2 separate regions of the Ovis aries genome follow, and region 1 is linked to region 2. A link is a contact called in public Hi-C data. All regions are on one chromosome and are shown on one strand. The core of a region is the stretch at or near the end of the contact, and the rest is flanking DNA. Distances in the headings are between cores, read along the strand shown.

Region 1 (7,788 bases), core at 1,479-3,978, 120 kb after region 2:
CAAGAGACTTGGGTTCCATCCCTCCAGGGGCTTTAATCACTGAGTCAGGACGATCCTTTGGGGTAGAAATGGCAACCCATTCCAGTATTCTTGTTTGGTTCCTGGTTTAGGGACGACCCTACATGTTGCATGGTGCACCCTGCTCCCAAAAAGAGAAGGTTGGAAAGAATTAGAAAAGAAACAACTTTCTCATTTTGCAGCTGCATGTTAATTATCACCTCAGTCTACCCTTTGTCCTGAGCCAGGACCTATAGTTATACCACCCACTGTGTGAGGTGGGCACAACTGCAATGAGGATTTTTTTAACTTTTAATTAAATGAATTATTTTTTGGCTGTGCTGGGTCTTTATTGTTGTGCAGGCTTTTGTCTAGTTGCAGTGAACAGGGGCTACTCTCTAGTTGCGGTGTGCAGGCTTCTCATTGATGTGGCTTCTCTTGTTGCAGAGCACCAGCTCTAGGGCACTTGGGCTTTGGTTGCGGCTTGCTGACTCAAGGCACAGGCTCAGTAGTGGTGCATGGACTTAGTCGCTCCGCAGCATGTGGGATCTTCCCAGATCAGGGACCGAACCCATATCACCTGCATTGGCAGGTGGATTCTTTACCACTGAACCGCCCGGAAAGTCCCAATGAGGTGTTTTTTGCTTTTTTCTTTTTTTAATAAGGGGTTGACATATTGAAGTTGATGTTTTAGAAAAATCGTTTAGATGAAAATGTGAATAAAAAGCAGAAATAGAAGTGAGGGACCCAAGTTAGGAGGAGGTGAAGAAGTCCAGGTGGTTAAGTGTCAAGGGTCTAAAGCAGGGGTGAGACAGGGACTAGGGTGAATGTGGGGACTGCAAAGAGGTAGAATCGGGACAATGCAGTGGCTGTTGATGTGTTAAGAGAGTAAAAGGAGATGTCTAGGGTGACTGTGGGGTTTTTAAGTTGGAGGACTGGGAGGAGGGAGGTAGCAGAGACTGGAGAAGCAAATTGTGTGAGAGAGGAGATGGTGAAATCAATCTGTGATGTGTGGAATCTGAACTGTTTGCAGGACCTCACAGGGAGAGTCTCCAATTTCTCTATTCATTCATTCATTTCACAAATATTCACTGAGCACGTATGGGTGCCAGAGGTGCAGCAGTGAATCCAATGAATAAGATTTCTGCTCTGACGGACCTTAACATTCATGAGAAAGATGGGTGGTGGGAAAGATAGATAAGAACAAGCAAAGGATGCACAGGGCTCAGGGCCATGGGGTGAATTGGGGCCCTGGTGGAGTAAGCGCAGCAGTTAAAGCTGTCAGTGTGAGGGAGCTTGCCTAGGGAGAGGGGCAGAGCGAACCAGAGAGGAGGGTGGAATGCCACCATTAGGGGCAGCAGGGGAAGGAGCACCCTTTACGTAAACCAGAGGAATAATCGGAAGGGGAGGAGGGCAGAAGTGGATCAAAGGAAGAGGGGCTCAAAGATCTTTCAACGGATGCATTCATTCATTTATTTGATCAGATTTTACTTGGCGCCTCTGAGTACCAGGCTCTGGGGAACCAGAGATGAATGTGAAGTCTCTGGGGGAGGCAGGCATGTAAACTACCAGTGATTAGGCTACAAGAGAAAATTTCTATTATGGAATACACACACGTATGTCCTGGGAGCGCAGAGGCTGGGAACTCCCACTTTTTGAACCTACTATGTGCTGGGCTTCCTAGAGGAGTGGGCACAGAGCTAAGAGAATGGGAGGAGGGGAGGCAAGGGCACTGACAGAGGACCAACTTGAGCAAGGGCAGGAGGTGGAAAGCTGCTTGGTGAGTTCTGGCAGCCGGGCATCCACAAGCACCAGAAGGGTGGAGCAAGCCAGAGGACCAGAAGGCTGGGACAGCCTTAAGATCACGCCAGGAGAGTGGGCTGAAGTCAGAAGATGGTGGAGCTGCTGCAGGTTTGGAGGAGAGTGCCTGCCACTTGGCACTGTTCCACCAAGCCCACAGGAGCCAGAGCCCCTGGAGATGCCCTTCTCTTCCCACCTCTCCCTGACCCAGCGGTTAGGAGAAGCTGCACAGTGAAGCCAGGGCCCACTCTGCAAGCCCCACAGAGCCTAGAGCACCCTGGGTGAGCCCTGGGAGAGGGAGTAGGCTCGTGCTAAAAGGCGTCTTTCAGAGAGGCATGTGAGCGCCGGATAGAGTATGGGGCGCTCCAGCGTCTTGGGAGTGTTCTTGGAAGAGTGGGCTGAGAACTGAGGGCACCTGTCAGGGATGGAGAAGAATGTATGGGGTGGAAGGTGTCTGGGTCCAGCCTGGTGGCCTGAGCTCTGAGCCACCCCCTGAGCGAGAGCCCTGGGCTGATGAAGAGTCAGAGCCCTCTCTCTCTGCATCTCCTCTTGGTCTATGTTTCACCTTACCTCCTCCCCCAGGTCTTCCCTGGGCGCTCAGACAGTAGAGAATCTGCCTGCAATGCAGGAGACCCAGGTTCGATCCCTGGGTTGGGAAGATCCCCTGGAGAAGAGAATGGCTACCCACTCCAGTATTCTTGGCTGGAGAATTCTATGGACAGAAAGGCCTCCTCCCTTTCTACACATCATCAGCCTCATCTCCCAGCCTTGCAATCTGAGGCTGCGCTGAAACTTGGGGGTTGGGGGTTGTAGGGGGACAAGACTCTAGGTTCTCTTGGCCAACGCCCACAGAGGCCTAAAGCTCTGGGCAAACCCTCCTGGGTATTCAGGGTTGGGACTCACCCTTTGCGGAAAAGACCTCTGGCGCCCCCTACTGCCATCTCAGCTTCAGCAATCACAATCCTATCTCTCCCAGCCCACCCTGAACCCTGAGGCCAGAATACACTGAGGGCCAGTTTCAGTGGCAGGAAGTAAAGTGGAACCTCACAGGGACCCAGGTCTGGCTTGTGATGTTCACCTGGACTCTGGCAGCTTCCTAACTGATCTCCCTCCCCCCTTCCTTCACTCACAGATTAAAGAGAATCTCTTTAAAAGCATAACTGTGGAATCAGTTCAGTCGGTCTGCAGCACTCCAGGCCTCCTTGTTCATCACCAACTCCCAGAGCTTCCTCAAACTCGTGTCCATTGAGTCGGTGATGCCATCCAACCATCTCATCCTCTGTCGTCCCCTTCTTCTCCTGCCTTCAATCTTTCCCAGCATCAGACTCTTTTCAAATCAGTCAGTTCTTCATATCAGGTGGCCAAATATTGGAGTTTCATCTTCAGTATCAGTCCTTCCAATGAATATTCAGGACTGATTTCCTTTAGGATGGAATGGTTGGATCTCCTTGCAGTCCAAGGGACTCTCAAGAGTCTTTTCCAACATCACAGTTCAAAAGCATCAATTCTTTGGTGCTCAGCTTTCTTTACAGTCCAATTCTCACATCCATACATGACTATTGGAAAAACCATAGCTTTGACTAAATGGACCTTTGTTGGCAAAGTAATGTCTCTGCTTTTTAATATGTTGTCTAGGTTGGTCATAACTTTTCTTCCAAAGAACAAGCATCTTTTAATTTCATGGCTGTAGTCACCATCTTCAGTGATTTTGAAGCCCCCCAAAATAAAGTGTCACTGTTTCCACTGTTTCCCTATCTATTTGCCATGAAGTGATGGGACCAGATGCCACGATCTTAGTTTTCAGAATGCTGAGTTTTAAGGCAACTTTTTCCACTCTCCTCTTTCACTTTCATTAAGAGGCTCTTGAGTTCTTCATTTTCTCCCATGAAGGTGGTGTCATCTGCATATCTGAGGTTATTGATATTTCTCCTGGCAATCTTAATTCCAGTTTGTGCTTCATCTAGTCCAGCATTTCTCATGATGTACTCTCCATATCAGTTAAATAAGCAGAGTGACAATATACAGCCTTGACGTACTCCTTTCCCAATTCGGAACCAGTCTGTTGTTCCATGTCCAGTTCTAACTGTTGCTTCTTGATAACGAGTAGTGAACTACCCAACCACGCAACAACTTAAATGGCTCTTAAGGACATTAAGCTGAGGGCAAAAAGCCAACCTCAAAAGGTTACATACTTTATGATTTCATCATATAACATTCTTGAAGTGACACAATTATTGCCAGGTTGCCAGTCATCCAGGAACGGGAAGGAGGACAAGCCTGTAAAAGGGCAGCAGAAGCCATTTCTTTTAAGGTGATGGAACAATTCTGTATCTTGTTTGTGGCGGTGGTTAGATGAATCTAGACATGTAACAAAATGCCATGTAATTATACACAAAGAAACACACACAAAAAGTGCCCAAAATGGTGAAATTGAGAGACATCTGTAGTCTAGTTGGGTCTAATGTCAATCACTTCTCTGGCTTTTGTAACAAGCTGCTGCTGCTGCTGCTAAGTCACTTCAGTCGTGTCCGACTCTGCGCAACCCCATAGACAGCAGCCCACCAGGCTCCCCCGTCCCTGGGATTCTCCAGGCAAGATCACTGGAGTGGGTTGCCATTGCCTTCTCCAATGCATGAAAGTGAAAAGTGAAAGTGAAGCCGCTCAGTTGTGTCTGACTCCTAGTGACCCCATGGACTGCAACCTACCAGGCTCCTCTGTCCTTGGGATTTCCCAGGCAAGAGTACTGGAGTGGGGTGCCATTGCCTTCTCCGTTGTAACAAGCTACAATTATGTAAATTGTCATCGCTGGGGGAAGCTGGGTGATGTGTACATCTTTGTACTATTCACGTGACTTCTTTTGAGTCAATAATTCTTTCAAAATAAATAGCTTATGCAAAGGGGAAAAAAAGCACAGCTGGCCATATCAGCTACCTGTTTATCTCTACCTTGTGTCACTGGTGGGCTACAGAGGAGGAAGTCCTTTGAATGAAAAGTGCTACCTCCTTCAATAAACCAAGCTCTCCTCTGAGGCTGGCAATAGAAAAATACTCCCTCTTGGTGGGCACAGAGGGCTGGGCCCCACAACCTGGGGGATTGTTGTTATTCAGTTGCTTAGTCATGTTCAACTCTTTGTGACTCCATGGACTCCAGCACACCAGTCTTCCCTGTCCTTCACTATCTCCTGGTGTTTGCTCAAACTCACATCCATCCAATCATCCCATCCTCTGTTGCCTCCTTCTCCTTCTGCCCTCAGTGTTTCCCAGCATCAGGGTCTATTCCAGTGAGTCAGCTGTTCGAATCAGATGGCTAAAGCTTCAGCTTTAGCATCAGTCCTTCCAATGAATATTCAATGTTGATTTCCTTTAAATCCTAAAGATGCCGGATGCTATGATCTTCAATTTTTGAATGTTGAGTTTTAAGCTAGCTTTTTCACTCTTCTCTTTCGCCTTCATCAAGAGGCTCTTTAGTTCCTTTTCGCTTTCTTCCTGGGGAGACTTGTTTGTTAATTCCAATGGGTCCTCTCCTGTACTGGCCTGAGGGAGCACTCTCTCATCTCTGATACTCTGGTCCTCAAGCGGACAAAGTACCCTTCTCTTAACACTGGGGGCTCAGTCTTTTTTTTTAAGTTTTTCTCTCAAATTTTTTAAATGATGACATAAATTTTGTAATCGGGAAACAAATTTTTTTAAGTTAAAAAAATTTGAGACATCTCAAGCTTCATATCTCGATACAGTCATGTATGAAAATCATATCTGAGCACTTAAAAAAATTAATTGATTTACTTTTATTTATTTTTGGCTGTGCTGGGTCTTTGTTGCTGTTCTTGGGCTTTTGCTAGTTGCAGCGAGCGGGGGTGGGGGTGGGGGGGCACTTTCCGGTTGCAGTGTGTAGGCTTCTCTTGTTGCAAAGCACAGACTGTTAGGGCACAGGCTCGGCAGTTGCGGCACATGGACTCTAGAGTGCAGGCTAGTAGCTGCGGCGCATGGGCTTGGTTGCTCCTTGGCACGTGGAATCTCCCAGTACCAGGGGTTGAAACCATGTGCCCTGCATTCACAGGTAGATTCTTAACCGCTGGACCACAGGCAAGTCCTTAGCACTTTTCTATATCACTCTAAATCATTTCAATGGCTGTACTCCTCTATATGATGTTAGAAGGCTAACTAAGCATTGAAAGGCAAACATTTCACCAGCTAAATATTTAGTCCTATTTCAGTAAGACATTTTATTTAAACATATTAATAAAATTTCACAAGAATACAGCCTGGGAGTGGTAGAACTATCCACTGACAGACGCTGCTTACATGCGTAACACAATAATAAGCCTCTATGAAAACGTTTCTGCAGAATGCTGGTATCCTCCTGGGTATCGCGAATACATTCCTGCGGCTCAGTCTTAAAGAAAAGGCTGCTCTGGACCGCCAGGAAGCAAAACAGCCATAGCCCAGTGTGCTGTCCTGCTCCATGGCTGCACCCTGGGGGCTCCTCCAGGACGCTTCCATGGGTCCCATCGTAGAGACTGTCTTGCCCCAGGACCCAGGACTCTCCTTGGGTCTGAGGGAGGAAGATTAGCAGGACCTCACGATGTTTCTGCATCAGTTTCTGGGCCATGTGAGTTGCACCTGTCTCATTTTATAATCATAAGAACTCTCCAAGGTCAGTGTGAATGTCCTAACCATCCATAGGAGCACATGCAGCTGTACAACCTGGCCAGGGTCCCTTGATGGGAAAAGGCAGAGCTGGGTCTTGAACTCTGACTTTCTACCTTTTCATGTGTTGGTTCATTAATGAGTATCTACTGAATACCTATCACATGCCAGGCACTATGCTAGGTGCCAGGCATACTTGGGTGAGCAACAACAGAGTCCTCACCCTCCTGGGGCTTACAGTATCATGGCAGGGGATGCGTGTGAAGTCTCTAAGTCACGTCCAACTCTTTTGTGACCCTATGGACTCTAGCCCTGCAAGGTTCCTCTGTCCAAGGGATTCTCCAGGCAAGAGTACTGGAGTGGGTTGCCATGCCCCCGTCCAGGGGATCTTCCCAACCCAGGGATCGAAGCTGCCTCTCTTTTTATCTCCTGTACTGGCAGGCGGGTTCTTTACCACTAGTGCTACTGGGCATAGATAACAATAAATAATCATGATATATGATTGTAAAATGCCAAGCTGAGATAAGAGAGGCACATGGGTCTCCAGTGGTATATAACCAAGAAAATTGACTGAGCTGGGCATTCAGAGGAGCTGCCTGAGGAAGGGTTGCCTAAGCAGAATGCAAAAAGATGACTGAAGAAGGGGAGAACAGAACTGCACTCAGACCACTCTGACTCCTCGTGACCCCAAGGACTCTAGCCCTGCAGGCTCCTCTGTCCATGGGATTCTCCAGGCAAGAATACTGGAGTGGATTACCATTCCCTTCTCCAGGGGATCATCCCAACCCAGGGATCGAACCCAGGTCTCTGGCCTTGCAGGCAGATTCTTTACCTTCTGAGCCACCAGGGAAGCCTGGAAGAGTGAGCAAGGGCTGCAAATGGTGAGAGGAAGGAGCCAGCTGGATGTTGTGGTGGTCGCCCTGGGTACCACCCATGTGCCCCTCCAGGACTGAAGCACTAATTGCCCCAGCTTCAGGAAGGTTGGCAGCTGAGAGCTCTCATCTGAGCCTCTCTTCTGGACGAGCCCTGGGCTATAGAGAGCCTCTTTGCTCAAATTCATGCACCCCACCGCCAGCCCTCCCTCCCCCAATTGTCCAAAGCAGCCTTGATCCAATGACTGGTAGATAAGGCCTTTTACAGTCCTGGCCTCATTGCCACAATGTGGGGCCATACTTAGCATGCCCCAGCCTCAGAGTTTCCTGAGGGGCTGGCTGAGGCCTGAGATGGGCCTCCATCACAGTTCAGCTTTTCCCTTGGCCCAGCTCTTTTTCCTTGGTCCATCCCACACAATCCTTGAACGCCCCCTAGTTAACTGCCTACAGGCTTCTCTCTGTATCCTGCAGAA
Region 2 (7,359 bases), core at 1,060-3,559:
GTGTGGTATACACACACACATACACACACTGGAATAGTAGTCAGTCATAAAAAAGAATGAAATAATGCCATTCACAGTAACATGGATGAAGTGAGTGAAAATCTCTCAGTCGTGTCCAACTCTTCACGACCCCATGGACTATACGGTCCATGGAATGCTCCAGGCCAGAATACTGGAGTGGGTAGCCGTTCCCTTCTCCAGGGAACATGGATGGACCTAGAGGTTACTACTGAAGAAGCCAGACAGAGAAAGACAAATATGATATGACTTATATGTGGAAACTAAAAAACAAACAAATGAACTTATTTACCAAACAGAGACTCTCCGACACAGAAAACATATGGTTACCAAAGGGGAAAGCAACTTCCCTGATGGCTCAGGTGGTAAAAAACCTGCCTGCAATGCAAGAAACCTGAGCTTGATTTCTGGGTTGGGAAGATGCCCTGGAGAAGGAAATGGCAGCCCTTTCCAGTATTCTGGCTTGGAGCATCCCATGGCCAGAGGAACCTGGTAGGCTCTATAGCCCGTGGGGTTGCAAAGAACTGAAAAGGATTGAGCAACTAACACTTTCCCTTTCAAGGGGGTGGGTGGGTAAGAATAACATGCACACTACTATATATTAAAATAGATAACCAACCAGCTGTATAGCACAGGGAACTACACTCAATATTTTGCAATAACCTATAAGAGAAAAGGATCTGAAAAAAAAATATATATATCACTGAATCATTGTGTTGTACACCTGAAATCAACACATTGTAAATCAACAGTACTTCAATTAAAAATACAATAAAATACAGTTCTCTAAGATTAAAAAACAGAAAAAAGAGAAGGGGATGCAATAAATACTGCAGGAGTGATTTAAGATGTCTGCATCAATTTGTTGAGGGGAAAGCTGTTCTCTGGTTGTTGATTTTTGGCACGTTTTGAAGGCTGGCCCATGTCGTCCTGGGAGAGAAAGTTCTGAGAAGAAAGCCTCCAATCCGGGGGTGGGGGAGATCTGGGCCCCCTTGTTAGAAACCTGGGAGATCCAGGGCCCTCAGGGGAAACCATCTTTGCTTAAGGGTACAGAGACAAGTGCAAAGCACAACGGAGGGTCTCAGTGAAACATCTGTTGAAGCACACCGCCTTTCTCTGCAAAAGCCTCAAGCACCAACCACGGAAACACTTGATTTGATTTGGAGCGGGGGTGGGTTTCCTCTGCAGTTTGGGGTAATTCATATATCGCTTCCTGGGCACAAGGCCACCGCCCCTCATCCACGGGGACCGCGGGGGTCTGGCTGGGGGTCGACCTTCCTCTCCGGCGCCCGCCCGCCTCGGCCAATCCCCGCCCCCCGAGCCCCTACCTCACTTTCACTTTTCCCGCCCGGCCCCGCCCCTGCCCCGCCGAGCGCCGCCCGCTCCCACCTGTCACCCCCATGCTGACCGAGACTCTGTACTGGAGGCGGGAGCGGGCTGGTGGCTGCTGCCCCTCCGCCTCCAGTGCGCTCTTTGGTGGCAGGCTGTCCGGGGCGGCAGAGATGCGGGGGGTGCGGTGGGGTAGAGGGGGGAGCCGGTGCCTGTGATGTCGCTGCCTCTGTGACGTCCCTGACGCGAGCCCCGCGGCGTGTGGGTGGGCTTGGCAGTTGGTGGAGGAGTCTTCCAGAGAATGGGGCTCCTCCTTGCCCCGCAGCCGGAGCTCCTCCTTGGGAGACATCCAGGAGGCGCTGCTCTCTGCTGCCGGCCCAGATGGGTGGACGATGGAGCCTGGTAAGCCTGAGGTCTGCTGGGCTGAGCTTTGATCTGCCCTGGGCACACTGGCATAAGGCCGCTGCACTTTCTGTGTTCCCAGGATCTTCCAAGAACCTGCTGAGCTTGCCACCTTTGCCCCAAGGTATACACATTTATCTGTGCACACGAACTTGGACATAGATTCCTGTTGTAGAGCCAGATTAGACGAGGCACCCTGTGTGCCAGTGACATCCATCCTGGGGTTCTGTCCCAGCGCCAGGGAATCTACTTTGGGAAAGTCAACTCTGAGCACGTGCAGACACCCAGCTGGCTGGAAAGGCTGGCAGTTCAGGCCCATTCCCAGTCCAGTTCCCTGGGAGCCTCAGGGACAGAGGAGTGAGTGGGACAGTCTTGATTCTGGGCATGCAGTCTGCCGCCACTACCCCACTCCCCTCAGCCTGGCACCGTTTGGCCAGGGACTTCCCAGCTGTCACCATGTGGGACATCTTGTCTGACTGGTCTGAATGGATAGCCTAGAGGTAGGACTGGAAGTGTCACTGGGAGGAGTGGTGGGAAAGGGCTGAAAACAGTCTTTGCCCAGGGTGGGGCAAGATTGGATAAGATCCCATCAAGAAGCCAGAGGGAGGCAGCTGGTAGGATGTGAGGTTCAGGGCATAGGCAGGAGGGAGTGGAGATAACCACGGTCCAGACACACTTGTCATTACCTCAAACTTTATTGCTTACAAAGTTATCTACCATTGCAACTCTGCAGTGCGAATGCTGCAGTTCTTCACATCCTGGGGGCTGGGAGTCTCTCCCTGGGGAGGAGTAATGGCTAAATGTGGATAGCTGGGCAAAGGCCACCTGGCAAGGTATGGGGTCGAGCTTCTCCCCAGATGGAATCTCAGGGGATACCCCCTTACCCCTCAATAATTCACAGTTGATTAATGCTACATGAGTCCTGATCAGCTGCCCCCCAAAAGAAGAGGCTGGCCTCGGGGCGGTGGGGGGGGGTACATCTTAAGGAAATCTGGAGGAGGTTTGAGGGGTCACATGCATGAAGAAGGGTCAAGAACTCAGTCTGTTCCCCCATCTCCTGGCTTGCTTGTGCCCATGCAGAACCGCTAGCCTGCCCTCCTGGAGGGCAGCCATGAAAGTGCTTTGAGGTCATCAGAGTGCAAAGTGCCGCTGGCGGTGCCCTGGAGACCAGGGGCGGCAGGGTCAGAGTGTCCTGGGAGGCTCGTGTGAGGGTGTGGAGGGCCGGGGCCTGGCTAACAGGAGCGCCCGCGTCGGGTGCTTTCTGCGGAGTCGATCGCGCTCTGTCCTCAGAGCGTTCCTGTCGGGTAGGCCTCATGTCGCCCTCCACTCCCACAGCTGAGTGAGCTGAGTGCCAGCTGGGCAGGGGCAGTGCTGGGCCTGCGGCTGGGCTCGGGGCCTGCTGCTCCGGGGCAGACTGGGGGCTGGTGGCAAAGGGGCACGTGCTTGGAGGCTGAGAACCATGTCACTTGAACGCCTTGTCTGGTTCTTCTGAAGCTGACCTCCCCTCAGGGCCTGAGTCGCGGTACCCTGAGGAGTGGCATTCTCTCCCAGGGAGACCCCTCCCTGGGAGACCCCCACGTCAGGCGTTTCTCCCTCCCTGGCCTGAAAAGCTCCTAGTGCTAGAAGAGGGGTTGGTGGCCAGGCACAGCCGGACAAGGGGGTCAGAGGGGCCCCTCCATGAACGCAAGGGGAGGCACACCTGCCGCCCCAGTCCTGGCCTGGGCCTGGGGGAATCGTTAGACGCTCCCACCTGCCTGGAAACCGAGGGCAGGGGCACCCCCCTCTCCTGACCTGGGCCAGAAGCCGCTCTCCCCTGACTGCCAGCAGGTGGCCACTGATCCTAACACGGTCAGGCCAGCTTGTCGGGACCAAGGCAGAGAAGACCCTCTGTTCCTCGTGGGAAGGCCTCCTGTCTTCCTCCTCCTCTCCTGTGGGCTCAGGCAGAACCCAGGTGGAAGATCCCGGGAGGTGCTCTGCTGGCACCGCCTTTCTGCTGCCAGCCCCTGGTCCCACTGTTGAGCCACGGGCTGGCAGAGCTCCGGGAGCAGGCAGAGCCTGTGTCTCAGGGCAGCACTGAGCACCGAGAAGGAAAGCCGCTTCTGGCCGAGTGGAGCCAGTTTTAGAAGGCTGCTTAGGGCCTGTTCTCCAGCTGGCCGTGCTTGACCCTCCAGCTCCAGGCGAAGCTGCCGTCTGGGGCCAGGGTGCACTGCAAGTCGATGCCTGAGTCCGGCACCTCCATGTCGTAGCGCACGGGCTGCCCGTCCTTGGTCACCAGGCTGAAGGCTGCAGCTGGGATCTGGGGGCAGAGCAAACCAGGGGGCCTGAGAGCGGCCGGGGTGCTGAAGGGTCCCAGCAGAGCAGAGCTGATGGCTTCCTGCTACACTGGGAGATACTTCCCTCCAACGCAGCAGGCAGCCTTGGAGTATTATCTGCCTTTCATTCTGGAAGACTTGGAGAATCTCACCCAGCCCAAGTGGGTGGGGATCCTGAGGACCCCTCAGTCACCACTGCCAGTCTTGCCCTGGGACCCGGGGGGCGGAGGGGGGGGGCGGACATCACAGGGCCAACTATTCCCTCTGGTGCCATGTCTACTTATTCGAAAGCTTCCTTCCTGGAGGACTGAGCTAGGCACACTGGATTCTGGGAGTCTGCCCCTCAGCAGGCACCTGCCCCTCACCTGGCTGCTGATGCCTGTTGCGATGTCTCCCACCTTGGCCCGGTGGAATTCCCGGATGTGCAGGTGTTCGCCATTGAGAGACTGTATTTGGACTTTCACACCTAGAAGTCAGGCAGGGTGACCATCAGGAGAGTGGCTGCAAGCTCCCTAAGGCGCCCTAGGGAGGGGGAAGCAAGGTGGCTGAAGAAGCTGCAGAGATGGCTTTAGGATGGAAGGGCTGTAACATCATACCCCTGCTAGCTCTCCATGGCCATGTTCTGCCAGTACCGGAAGTCTGGCCTGCACAACGCAAAGGGCTAAGGTTGGCTCCTGCGTGGAAGCAGTACTCCAGCTTATACACACAAAGCAGAAAGGAGCTGGAAGCAAAGATTCTTAAATTGGGTTGTGGGCAACTTAGATGGTAAGGTTCCCTGAGGTGGGACAGCCTCTGGCCAGGCATGGGGCTTGATGCCATGAGTCACACTGGCCCTGGAAAGGCCAGGGAACTGTGTGCTGATTAAAGCCTTGTTCTATCAAAATCACAGAATGACCTCTGCAACCACACTTGAAAACAAAAAAGTTCCACATGTGTTGTCTTTCTCATCTTCCGACTTCAAATCCCAGAGGAGGATCTCAGGAAACCTATTGCTAAGCTCTGTCTCTTTTCTTCTATTTTTTGGCCACACCCCACGGCATGTGGGATCTCAGTTTCCTGACCAGGAATTGAATTTGCACCTCCTGCATGGAAGGCAGTCTTAACCACTGGACCACTGGGCAAGTACCTCTTGCTGAGTTCTTGATTAAAATGCTCATGGGCTCCTGTTTTTCCCTTTCCCTTCAAAAGTTCAGGTTTTTGACTCCAAGCCAGGAGAGACTGCTCTCTACCCCCAGCTAGAGGCTTCTGGGACTCCATCAGCTACCCATGAGGGGCCATGGTCCTTCACTGCCCCGTAAGGAAAGGCTCTGAGTTTAGTTTACTCTAAACTGACTCAGTGGCCAGGCACTTCAAGTTCTGGGTGCCAGGTACCTTCCTCCTCTCCCGTCCCCACTGTGCCCTACCCTCAGACTCCCCAGTCCCAGGCAGAGATCAGGGGACTGTACCGTTGAAATAGCTTGGTGTGTCAGTGGGCCGCCCCCGGGCCAGCACCATGTTCCAGCTGGAGCTGCGGGCCTCTGCCTGGCTGCTCCACGAGTGCACGCCGGAACTCAGTGTGTCCCGTGAGCTCTGAGAAGCCTTGGACGGGTTCTAAAACGAGAGTGGGCACAGACTCAGGTCCCTGGGCTCAGGGAACCTTCTCTGGCCTTGGTCTGCTTTGGCGAGGAAGTGCTCCTGGCTTGGGCTGGAGTGTGGCTCTACTGGTCACTACTGGACTCAGCACGGGGCTGAATTCTTGAGGGTCCCGGGCTGGAGGAAGGTGACGATTATTCTCTATGGGGACTAAAGCCCAGCCTTTCCCCTCACTATCTTAGTCACCAAACCAGTCCTGCATTCCCAGGTATGCTGGAGATGGACTGTTTCATTCTGAGAAACCAGGACCCCCCAGCCCCAACGAGGACCCCTCCTGTAAGAAAGGGGCGACCCTATCACCTGCCCTTTACCCTCTACCTGCACTGAACACCTCCACAGGGTGGACACAAAGCCACCAGCCCTGTGCCTAGGCTCCTGGTCCATGGCCCACAGCCCACTCACCTTCTCACTGTCGTCTGACAGGGAGAGGCTGTCGACGCTGAGGCACGAGAGGATCTGCTCCTGCTCCTCCAGGGAGAACGGCTGGGACAGGCTGTTCAGAAATAACTCTGCAGAGAGAAGCAGAAAATGACTGTGAAGGACCGGGAGGGGTCTGGGCTCACTGCATGGATCGCTGAGCCCAGGGTGGGGGCTGGCTATGGAGAGGATGAAGCCAAGGCCTTGGGGCAGGGCCCAGGCCTATGTCCAGGGCCCTGGAGGCCGCAGCTGCCCATACCTATCTCCAGCTGCTGTAGCTCCTGCTCAGGAAAGGTTGCCTTTCGCTCAGGTGAGCTGGGGTTCCTGGCGGGGGCTGGATCCAGGGAGGACAGGGGCAATGGATCCCATGTCCCAGACTCCTCCTTGCCCCAGTGCAGGCTGGGCGACTTGCTCTGCTCTGGGGGGTCTGGAGGTGGAGGAGGCTGGAGCTTAGGGGCCCTGCCTGCTGCGTCCTTAGCCGGCTGCAGCCCCGGGGCCCCTGGTGAGAGCTCCCCTGGCGGGGCATGCAGGGTCTGGTGAGGGTGGCCTTGGCTTGGCGGTGGGTGGGCTTGGAGTGGCAGTGGATGTCTTGGTTCTTTGTACTCTCCTCTCCAGGGACTCCTCAGACCTCCCACTACAAAACAGAGAGGACACGTGGTGAGGAGGGAACGGGCCAGGCCGGGTGGCCTTTTCTGAGCAGAGAAGCACCTGAAGTGGGCAGGGAGGGTGGTCCCTTGCCCAGCCAGGACATGATTTCAGAGGGCACTGCGTGGTCTTCACAGCAGGCTTCTTTCTTAAGGTGGGTCCTCTCACAAAAATAGAACAGTATTTGTTTTATTCCATTTTCCTTCCAGGTAACAGTTGGAAATTTAAAAATTATAGAATTGGCTCCAGAGAAGGACTTTGTTAATATTAATAGTATTATAAAGGGAAGATTTAAAAATAGCTCTGGGGTAATGCCCACTCATAGCTTCCAGGAGAATGGGCCTCGCTGACCCTCTGCGTCTTACCCTTCCCTTCCCGACAGTCAGTGCTTCCTGAGGGGGCACTATCTCTCTGGAGTGGTGGGGGGCAGTTCAGGCATTATAAATGGGCGGGCCATTATAACTACCATCTACGCTTGGGGTGGGGGCCATGCAAGGTGTCTCTCCTGTTTTACTCAATCCCTATTCGTTCTCCTCACCACTGCCTTTCAAGTCCTGACACTTCCCTCCCTTGCACCCCACTGATGTTCTATCTTCAGTAGACA

What was found. A called contact is a pair of places that touch in the nucleus more often than the background predicts.
Region 1: a contact with region 2 is called in a Hi-C map of mixed tissues, with 2.9 times the contacts expected there. The contact joins the enhancer-like site here to the promoter of SPATA32 in region 2. A contact is called at or near these places in 13 of 16 Hi-C or Micro-C datasets (blood, hypothalamus, liver and 7 more).

What each region holds. Positions count from the first base shown.
Region 1 is chr11:44,763,178-44,770,965 of ARS-UI_Ramb_v3.0, forward strand. No RefSeq gene overlaps it. Among named protein-coding and RNA genes, the nearest start is that of ARHGAP27, 48 kb to the right of the region's middle. Within about 2 kb of position 2,729, at least 3 of the 54 cell types and tissues checked have an H3K27ac peak or open chromatin away from gene starts, as enhancers often do. A contact at or near this core is called in liver, where this site is marked.
Region 2 is chr11:44,645,918-44,653,276 of ARS-UI_Ramb_v3.0, forward strand. It overlaps SPATA32 (spermatogenesis associated 32), which reads right to left and starts at 2,310. Exons shown (of 6, transcript XM_060394938.1): 1 at 1,447-2,310; 2 at 1,408-1,445. The coding sequence starts at 1,883. It overlaps MAP3K14 (mitogen-activated protein kinase kinase kinase 14), which reads right to left. Exons shown (of 16, transcript XM_004012997.3): 12 at 6,370-6,744; 13 at 6,096-6,202; 14 at 5,507-5,651; 15 at 4,427-4,527; 16 at 2,426-4,045. The coding sequence ends at 3,881.